Linked DNA regions of Mus musculus: all the other regions are linked to region 1. The links are chromatin contacts, called in public Hi-C maps. All regions are on one chromosome and are shown on one strand. Each heading gives the region's core, a stretch centred on a gene start, on an enhancer-like site or on the middle of the called end of the contact. The rest is flanking DNA. Distances are from core to core; before and after follow the strand shown. Region 1 has its middle 52 kb from the start of Apob. Region 2 holds the start of 5033421B08Rik (a long non-coding RNA gene). Region 3 holds the start of Gdf7 (growth differentiation factor 7).

The links. Hi-C and Micro-C count contacts between places; a contact is called where the count stands out from the background.
Region 2: a contact with region 1 is called in a Hi-C map of uterus, with 2.6 times the contacts expected there. The contact joins the promoter of 5033421B08Rik here to the enhancer-like site in region 1.
Region 3: a contact with region 1 is called in a Hi-C map of uterus. The contact joins the promoter of Gdf7 here to the enhancer-like site in region 1. A contact is called at or near these places in 15 of 39 promoter capture datasets (the 3T3-L1 cell line, 3T3-L1-derived adipocytes, the C10 cell line and 9 more), 7 of 484 Hi-C or Micro-C datasets (the HPC-7 cell line, cranial neural crest, embryonic stem cells and 2 more), 10 of 115 datasets of contacts at active chromatin or transcription factors (bone marrow-derived macrophages, craniofacial prominence, embryonic forebrain and 6 more) and 1 of 9 other capture datasets (adipose tissue).

Annotation. Positions count from the first base shown.
Region 1 is chr12:8,028,557-8,031,485 of GRCm38.p6, forward strand. No RefSeq gene overlaps it. Among named protein-coding and RNA genes, the nearest start is that of Apob, 52 kb to the left of the region's middle. Within about 2 kb of position 1,470, at least 10 of the 459 cell types and tissues checked have an H3K27ac peak or open chromatin away from gene starts, as enhancers often do. A contact at or near this core is called in neural tube and uterus, where this site is marked.
Region 2 is chr12:8,509,597-8,512,525 of GRCm38.p6, forward strand. It overlaps 5033421B08Rik (a long non-coding RNA gene), which reads left to right and starts at 1,567. Exons shown (of 4, transcript XR_872469.3): 1 at 1,567-1,868.
Region 3 is chr12:8,300,570-8,303,498 of GRCm38.p6, forward strand. It overlaps Gdf7 (growth differentiation factor 7), which reads right to left and starts at 1,385. Exons shown (of 2, transcript NM_001312876.1): 1 at 998-1,385. The coding sequence starts at 1,364. It also overlaps a transcript of Ldah not described here.

The DNA of each region.
Region 1 (2,929 bases), core at 220-2,719:
CAGGTCAGGAAGCAGGAGCTGATGCAGAGGCCATGGAGGGATGTTACTTACTGGCTTGCTCAGCCTGCTCTCTTATACAACCCAAGACTACCAGCCCAGAGATGGTCCCACCCACAAGGGGTCTTTCCCACTCAATCACTAATTGAGAAAATGCCTTACAGCTGGATCTCGTAGAGGCATTTCCCCAACTGAAGCTCCTTTCTCCATGATAACTCCAGCCTGTGTCAAGTTGACACACAAAACCAGCCAGTACAGACACCTTGGTGGGAAATATTCTTATAAGTGCCCTCTTGTCCTATGAACTACACTGGAGAAAACAAGTCTAGCATGCAGATTTCAGAGGTTTGGGGAATTTTTATAAAGCTTGGTACCAGGTCTGCTGAGGCAGTAGGGAAAATGTGTGTAGTCAGTATACTGGGTAGCAAAAGGGAAACCTGTTCCTATTGTCACAGAAATTCCTCTACTCAAAGAAAGAATCCAAAAATCTCAGCAACTTACTCCACTTGTGTACACGGTCTGCTTTCCTCTCTGCACCCCAGAGTGAGATGGGAACAGATTCTCTCCCTCTCCCTCTCCCTCTCCCTCCCCCTTCCCCCTCCCCCTTCCCCCACTCTCCCCATCCCCCTCTCTCCCTCTCTCCCTCTCCCTCTGATCCGTGCCTAGGGCAGCACATCCCTGGTTCTACTCTTCTCCGGGGCCAAATTCTCTTGTCCCTTGGTCACATACCATCTCTGGTACTCGATCTCCTATTTCACTCCTTCCTTCCCCTGCCAGGCATGCCTTCTTCAGGTTCTCTCACAGCTCACCTCCTCCAGGAAGTCTTCCTAGAATTTCCATGCCTCTCCTGAGCTCACTCGCCTTTGACTATTTGCCCAATAGTTGATCTCCCATTTTCTCTCACCTGGCCTAGAAGTGCCCAGACATCCCGGCAGGAATGGGTTCCTAGATCATCTAATGTACAAGACTCAGGATGGGCGCAAGTATACTAGACTATATTCCATCTGCTGTGTAAATGTGTACACAGGACTTACTGTTTTCTCTCAGGAAGGGCATACTCTATCCCTAGAGAATCTCCCTGCAGTCTTAGTTAAGTGCTTTCATGAGTACCTTTGTGAGTGGCCAGGCTGGAAAGGTAAACCAAGTTGTAAAGAACCGGGACTTAGGGAGAGGTAGGGCGCGCCCATCGTCGAGAGTACTAATCTCAGTTTTGCCTCTGTGGCACCTGTCTCATTACCTGTTGAGAGCCTTGTGTGTCTATAGCCTCACACACTCCCAGGCTCATTACGGGTGTTCAGGGAAGGTCTGAGTGTGTGGATGGTGGTAGGTCATCCAAACTCATCAAAGCCAGAGGATTATGGTCCCACTCAGACCCTGCCTTGTGGAGTTCTGCCCACCAGCCTCTGCTCAGCACTTGTGTGAGGCAGCCCAGCTCTCCACAATTTCTTATTCCTTCTTGCAGAAACTTTCAACTGCTGAACGGAACACACACTTCCTGTCAGCTTTTATTTTCATGATGGCTTGCTTACAAGCAGGCCATTCTGTTCTTGGAATTTCTTGTTAAAATATTTCATTTAATTAAGGTTTTACAACCAGCTCTGCTTTCTGTCTGTTAGAAGGTAGGGGCCAGTGTCGTTGCTCTAGCCTCTGCTCTCCTGGAGGCCAAGTCATCGAGACTCTGGGAGATCCAAGCCCAGGCCCTCAGGCTGCATTCCAAGGCTTCCAGCCTTCCACCTCAAAAGGACTGGGTGTGTCAGAGGCTGGATTTCCATCACAGGCCCCACTGGAGACCAGAGGGCCACCAGAGATGTTGCCTAAGTACCCTCTGTTGGGACTCTTTCTCTGCCTGTGTCTAAATCCCAACCTTTATCCAGAGAAAGTGCACAGGTGTTTATAAGCAGCCCACAGCATCTGTGTTCTCTCCAACCTCTCAACCCACTCTTTCCTATGCTGCTTCCTGACCCTATTGTTCTAGCTTTTCTGACACTGCACCCACCTACCCCCTGCCCTTAGAGCCCCTCTCAGCTCCATGGGCAGAATGCCACATTCATTCTCTGTCTACCTTCCACATGTGAATACAACCCTGCCGTGCATCATTCCCCAACATTATCCTCTGAACACACCTGGGTCCAGGGAAGCTCTGCCATCACCTTCATGGGCCAGAGAGGTCTCTGAGCTGTTGAATGGGATAAACGTGACTGCCTTTTCCCTAAGCAAGAGTGGCCCCAGGCGAAGTGGTTTCGAAAGGTAGTCTCTCCAAAGTGTGGGTGCTTTGGTCCTTCTTAGGAGAACAAAATACTCACAGGAGCAAGTATGGAGATAAAGTGTAGAGCAGAGACTAAAGGAAAGGCCACCTAGAGACTACCCCACCAAGGGAATTAATCCCATATACAGTTACCAAACCCAGACACTATTGTGGATGCCAAGAAGTGCGTGCTGAAAGGAGCCTGATATGGCTGTCTCCTGAGAGGCCCTGCCAGAGCCTTACAAATACAGAGACAGATGCTCACAGCCAATCATTGGACTGAGCACGGGGTCCCCATTAGAGGAGTTAAAGAAAGGACTGAAGGAGTTGAAGGGGTTTGCAACCCCATAGGAAGAACAACAATATCAACCAACCACACCCCCCAGAGCTCCTAGGGACTAAGCCATCAACAAAGGAGTACACATGGCTCCAGCTGCATATGTAGCAGAGGATGGCCTTGTCATGCATCAATGAGAGAAGAGGTCCTTGGTCCTATGAAGGCTCCAGTATAGGGGAATCAAGGATAGAGAAGTGGGAGTGGGTGGGTGGTGAGTAGGTGGAGGAACACCCTCATGGAAACAGGGGCAGGGAGGATGGCAAGGGGGTTTCGGGAGAGGGGTAAACTGGAAAAGGAGATAACATTTGAAATGTAAATAAAGAAAATATCCAATAAAAATTTTTTTAAAG
Region 2 (2,929 bases), core at 317-2,816, 480 kb after region 1:
GGTTGACCATTTGGTATTGGATAGCACTAAGTCAAATCTTCTTTTATTTGAGTTTTAAACACTGCATTCCAAAGGCAGAAGCTGGCGGAGGTCTTAAGTAAGGGGTCGTTCCCATAGCTGACAGGTGCCTACAGTGGGGTAGAGAACCTTGTCCCAAAGGGAAACACAGAATAGAACATCAACCTCTCTCTCTCTGGTTCTTAAAAAGTGAATGATGTCATTGGCGCCTCTGCACAGGAATGATTCACCCCTGCTGCTCTCTGATGAAGTCAGAATTTTGCAGTAGGGAGGAGCTGAGTTCACAATGGATTGCCACACTCCAGTGTGTTGCCACTGAAGACGTGTCTGTGACTATTTATAGATGGAGCCTGCATTAGGAGTTAAGTGCTCAGAACCCCAGAGTCTGGGAATCAGAGAACACGTTCATGGGCTGTGCCTCGTCCTTTCCTGACACAAAACTGTGTAGCATGATTTAGCAAATGAAACTGTATTCCTAGGAAATTGTCCCAAAGAGAGGCCAAAGAAGCCTCCTAAAGACAACTTTGATGAACTTGCTTCATCTACGGAATGTGTGTTTTTTCTCATCTTGATCACAGTGTATGTCTAAAAAAACAAAAACAAAACTGAAAAGACAAGATACAGTGGAACACACCAATAACCCTAGCACCCAACGGGGCAGAGGCAGGTGGGTCATTGTGAGGTTTAGGGCAGCTTGACCGACATGGTACCTTCCAAGCCAGCCAAGGCACCAGAGGGAGACCCTGTCACAAAGAAAAAGAATCTGATGCATTTACAACGTGGAAATCTCAATGATTAACTAGGAAGTTCACTCTGTCGTGTGTTTATTGATGCCATTAAGGGTTACTAGATGCTTCCTATCTGCCAGGAATCTATTTACAGCACCTGGCTGCCACACTCTGAGGACAGTGTAACTGTCTATTCAGCTTCCGAAGTCTAACTGATAGGGCTTGAGTCTGGCAAATAGGAAACAGGTGGTAATCGTGACTCCCCTAGTTTTACCATGAATCCTTCTAGCAGGGTGTACTTAGGATTGGGACAGAGGGAGAACACAGATAGTGTGTGCTCTCAAAGGAGCTCCAGTCCAGGAAAATTCTTGCAACCAAACCTGCTACTTCCAGCTGATGGGGTAAGTGCTATAAGTTAAGTACAAGGGGAGTGGCATACAAAGGTCTGAGAAGACTCGAATAAATGACATATTGCTCTTTGGCAATCTCCATTAAACTCCACCCTCAAGCACTAGTTTCTTTGTGTAGCTCCCTCCTATAATGATTGTGAGTTTGGCCAGGAACACCAGCTTACCTCAATGGTATCTCGCCATGATTGATGCAAGCTGCAGCTTGCTGTGGTCTTGCTCTTTAGGAATAAAAAAATTTCCCCTGGAACCCACCCACCACGCTCTGAAGAAAATCAACCAGTCTTACATAGAAGCCCCGTATGGAAGAGAACTGTGACCTTGGCCATTAGCCTCAGCTGAACTAACAGCTGGTGCTGCCATCTGTGTGGGTGGAGCCACTAGAAATTTCCACCCTAAACTCCCGACCAACCCCTGGGAAGCTGAAGAACCGCCTGACTCATCAACCCACGGAGATATGAGACATGATGAGCTGTTGTTGTCTTAAGCCACAGGGTTTGGAGGTGGCTTGTTCCGCAGCACTGGATAACAAAACATGCTGAGACTTGGTATCGTGGAAGTTAGCCCGGCCAAATGGAGAACACGTGAGAGGCGTGAGATGGCACAGCGATCTGGATTCTGTATAGGAGGCTGAATAGGAGACTGGGAGTATAGGTCGGGGAGAGGCATTTACTGGAACTGGAGGTCGGCCAAGTCTAGATCAGAGCAGTTGAAGGTAAGTAAATAGTCGTCTCCAAGATTTCCTTTGATCGATAATCCAGTGATAAGCCTGGAAATGTTCCGTAGATGTGATTTATGGCAGGGTACAGCACAAAGCAGAATCAGCAGAGAGGAAAGGCATATGAGGCAAAGTCTGGGGTGATCATCTGAGACAGGAAAGGGGTTTCCTTGAGATACTTCATGCATAAACAACCCTCGCCCAGTGGCTCCCAGACACAGTTCCCACAGCAGTGAGTGGCTACAAGGCCTGTGAAACACTACTAATTGAGGCTCCTTGCACTCGGCACCCTAGGGCTCCTACCAGGGACTTGGCTACACTGCGATGCTCAAATGCTCCACCACACAGCATTCATCTAAATGCAAGAGCATTTTCTGAAAAGACAGATTAACACCAAAAGCTGCAGTCTTGGAGTAGGTTACACTCAAAACTGTAGGTGGGTCTCGTCTAGTTAGTTGAAGGCTTTCATCAGTTCCCCTTAAAAAAAGAGTAGAGTCTAACCCAAGACTGTAACACAGGATACCCACCTCGGTGTTCAGCCTGTTACTCTGCAGATTTGGAGTCAAAACTACAAAATATACTGAATTAGAAGCCTTCTAACCTGCAGCTTTTGACTTTGCTGGCCACTTAAATGTTCCCAATATCCTGTGTTCGTGTGTGTGTGTGTGTGTGTGTGTGTGTGTGTGTGTGTGTGTTTCGATTCCAGGGCCCTCTTCCTGAGTTACATGTGAGAGCCCAAAAGCATAAGAGAGCTGGATTTATATCTGTGTAGGAGTTGGAGTCACTGTCTGGAGCCCTGATGTTCCCACAGACTCAAGCCCTTCTCCCACTTCCTTCTCTCCTAACAGCATCTATCTATACAGGCTTAAACACGTCAGGATGTTAGTGGGACACAAGGACACACCTAGAATGGTATAGCCAGAAGGGACTCAGTGGGACCCCAGGCAAAGTGTGGTCCAAAGGAAAGCTAATTTTGCATGCCCTAAAAGCTTTTGGAATGCAGAGGCTCAAGCCCTAACCTATCCCTGGATCTACAAAATTGGAATACAGATTTTAAC
Region 3 (2,929 bases), core at 135-2,634, 270 kb after region 1:
TGCTGCGCACTGAGTGTGTTTCTGAGATGGCTGATGCGTGGTAGCCACAGCCTGTTTTCCCACGCTGGTATCAAAGGCCTGCAGACTGCCAAAGGCTGCCTAGCCTCACTTTTCAGCCCTACTTGCCTTCCTTTCCCTCCTGATTTCCAAGCTAGATCTTTGGCTGGGCAGAATTGAAGCCAAAATTACTTGCATTTCCGCCTGAAATTAGTTAAATTTTCCCTATCTGTCTGCTTTAATGACTTCAATGGAGATTAATAAAAGCCAGATGACACACACATACTACAACCACCCCACAACCCCACCCACATCCTACCTTTGGAGGGCCCTACACAGGGTAAAATGTGATGTTTGAGCTCCAACCATCCCTTTTCTCCCCACACAAGCCGAGGCCCTGGACTCTGGCTGCTGGGGCCTACTGTCACAGAAGGAAGGCAGGCACCCAAACTCTCTTCCCATACACAAGCCACCATCCACCCGAAACGGCCTGCCTGAGAGGGGTCCTTCTGATACCGAGAGGCCATGACTTTAATTGGATACCAGCTGCTCTACCCTGAATTCCCCTGAGCTTCAATTTGTGTATAGTCCCCAGTCCCCCGCTGAACACAAGGCACTACCATCACTGCTCTCGTCCCTCTTGGCGGGAACTCAAAGGCCACAACTCCTGCCCTTCTTTCTTCTCCCAGGGCTCCAGGCCCAAGGCTACACTAGACCCTTCCCCCAAAGAAGCGGATCTTGAGCTCCGCTTGGCTTGAGGGGAACCTGCCAGCCTGTTCTGAAGAGCGGCTCCCACTCCCTTAGCCCTCGGAGACCAAGCCTTGACTGGCTTAGGGGTTCGTGAACAATGACTTCGAAGACAACTTTTTCTCTCCAGCACCTGAGGATAACTATAGGGATCATAGTTCAGGATCGAATCGGGCAGAGGCTTGCCTCCCCCGGCTCGTCTCCAGTCAAGAGTAGACGGGATGGGCTGGTGCGCAGAAGACGCGTAAAGTACCTTGAGTTGCTTGGTCTGTGAAGCCGGTGATTGTGTCCACACGCCCGTGCCCTGAAGCTGCCGCGACCGGAGCCCTCCCCGCCAGGCTCCTGTAAAGCGACATCATGAAGTGGTGTGGCACCACCGAGCCGTTCCTGAAGCCAGAACCCGCAGCGCGGCGCACAGCTCGGGGACCCGGAACCGCAGCGGCCTGGAGAGCTGAAGGGCCTGGAGCCCGGGCGAGGGTCCGCCCGCCGCCGCCGCCCCCGGGGCTCCAGGCTGGTCCAGCCCCCGCCGCTCGGAGCACCGCGGCAGCTTCTAGCCCGTCGCGGGGACGGCAAGCGCTCAGCAGCCAGAGACACAGCGCGGCGGCAGCGCTCAGGTCCATGGGCTCCTTGGGCCGGCCGGCCGCGCGACACGGGCTCCGTGGCTCCGGGAAGTCCCCCGACGCCTTTTGAACATAGTGTTTAATAATGGGGGAAGTGTGCGCAGCAAGCCGCTGCCCCCCTCCTCTCCCACCCCACCCCCGCCCAGCGCTCGGAGCAGCGCCCCCTGCTGAACGTTCAACCCGCAGCGCTGAGCCCCCCAACTCAGGCCTATCGCGCAGTGCAGGGTAGAAGTCGCCTCCCCTTGCTGTAGTGCCTGGTCCTTGTCCTTGCCAAGAGAAGGCCATCCGCCCGAGGCTCCTGCCACAACGCGGTGCCCCGCCTCCCCTCCCGAAGGTACTACGAGCCCCCACCCCCCTCCGCCCCAAGACCTCAGCGCACTCCTTGGCTGGAAGATGGGGCGTCTCGCGTACCCGCCCAGCTTCCTCCCGACTCCTCCATGGAGAAACACCGCCCTCCGCGTGATCTTGTGAGTGCTAGGGATGCCAGACCCGGGCCAAGTCAAGACTGGGCCCCTCCCATCCAGCTTTCTCGCCGTACGCCCCCTTGATGGATGCTCATTAGGGAGTTCCTAGGGATGCTTACGATACACATTTGGATGCCACCCTCTCCCGTCCACAGCCCTCTGAAGATAACAGTGGGAGGCCAGAGAAAGGGAGAGGATCTGTGATGAAGGATGAGTGGCTGGAGGGTACAGATGGGCACGGACCGGAAAAGCTTTGGGTGGGCATCTTGAGCCAAAGCAGGAGCTGAAATCTTAAAGGGTTTAATGAATTAGGAAGGCGGGGACCAGCGGAATCCTACTCAAATTAGGTCTCAGGGTTTGAATGTGCAAAGTAATTTGCCCGGGGAAAGGGGAGAGTGGGGCAGGTGACCACATTTCTTCAAGGTCTTCAGAGCAAAAGGCAAGAGTGCAACCACAAGCCCAGAGGCTGCGTTGCAAAGCCATGGAATAGCGCTCGGATGCCAGCATGGTTATAGCACTCTATGAGCATGGGTGGAAAGGGCCACCTCTGGTCTATGCCTGGGCGACTCTTGAGCATACAGACGCTGGGACTTTTGTTTGGCTAACTTCCTCCCCACTCCTGCTCTGAGGGGGGAAGGCGCCAGCATGTGTGTCGATTTAGTTCAGACAAACCCCAGAGCAAGAATGTCCAGAAAATAGACCAACTGTCCAAGGGATTTAAAAGCCTGGACCCCAAATCCATTACTTTAGCATTGTTCTGGATACCAAACTCAGAATCCACGCCCGGTCCGTGAGTCAGGTCAAGGTGCTATCTAAAAGCCTCTTCCTAATAAACTACATAGCCCAGGCTCCCGCGTTGGAGTCTTATACTCCCACCTCGCCCTCTGGATAGCAGGCACGCGTGCACCTGGACCACGGTCTGTGCTGCTGGCCTCCCTACTCAGGGCCTTCCTGCTGTTGCCAGATGGTGGGCATCTGGGATGACAACCTACCTTTGGTGGCCAGGTTGGGGAGCGGATGCAAAAGCCATAATTATGGGTTTCTTTCTTTCTTTGGGTGCCTGGAGGAAGTGGCTCTAGTAGGGTGGAGACTTCCTGGCGT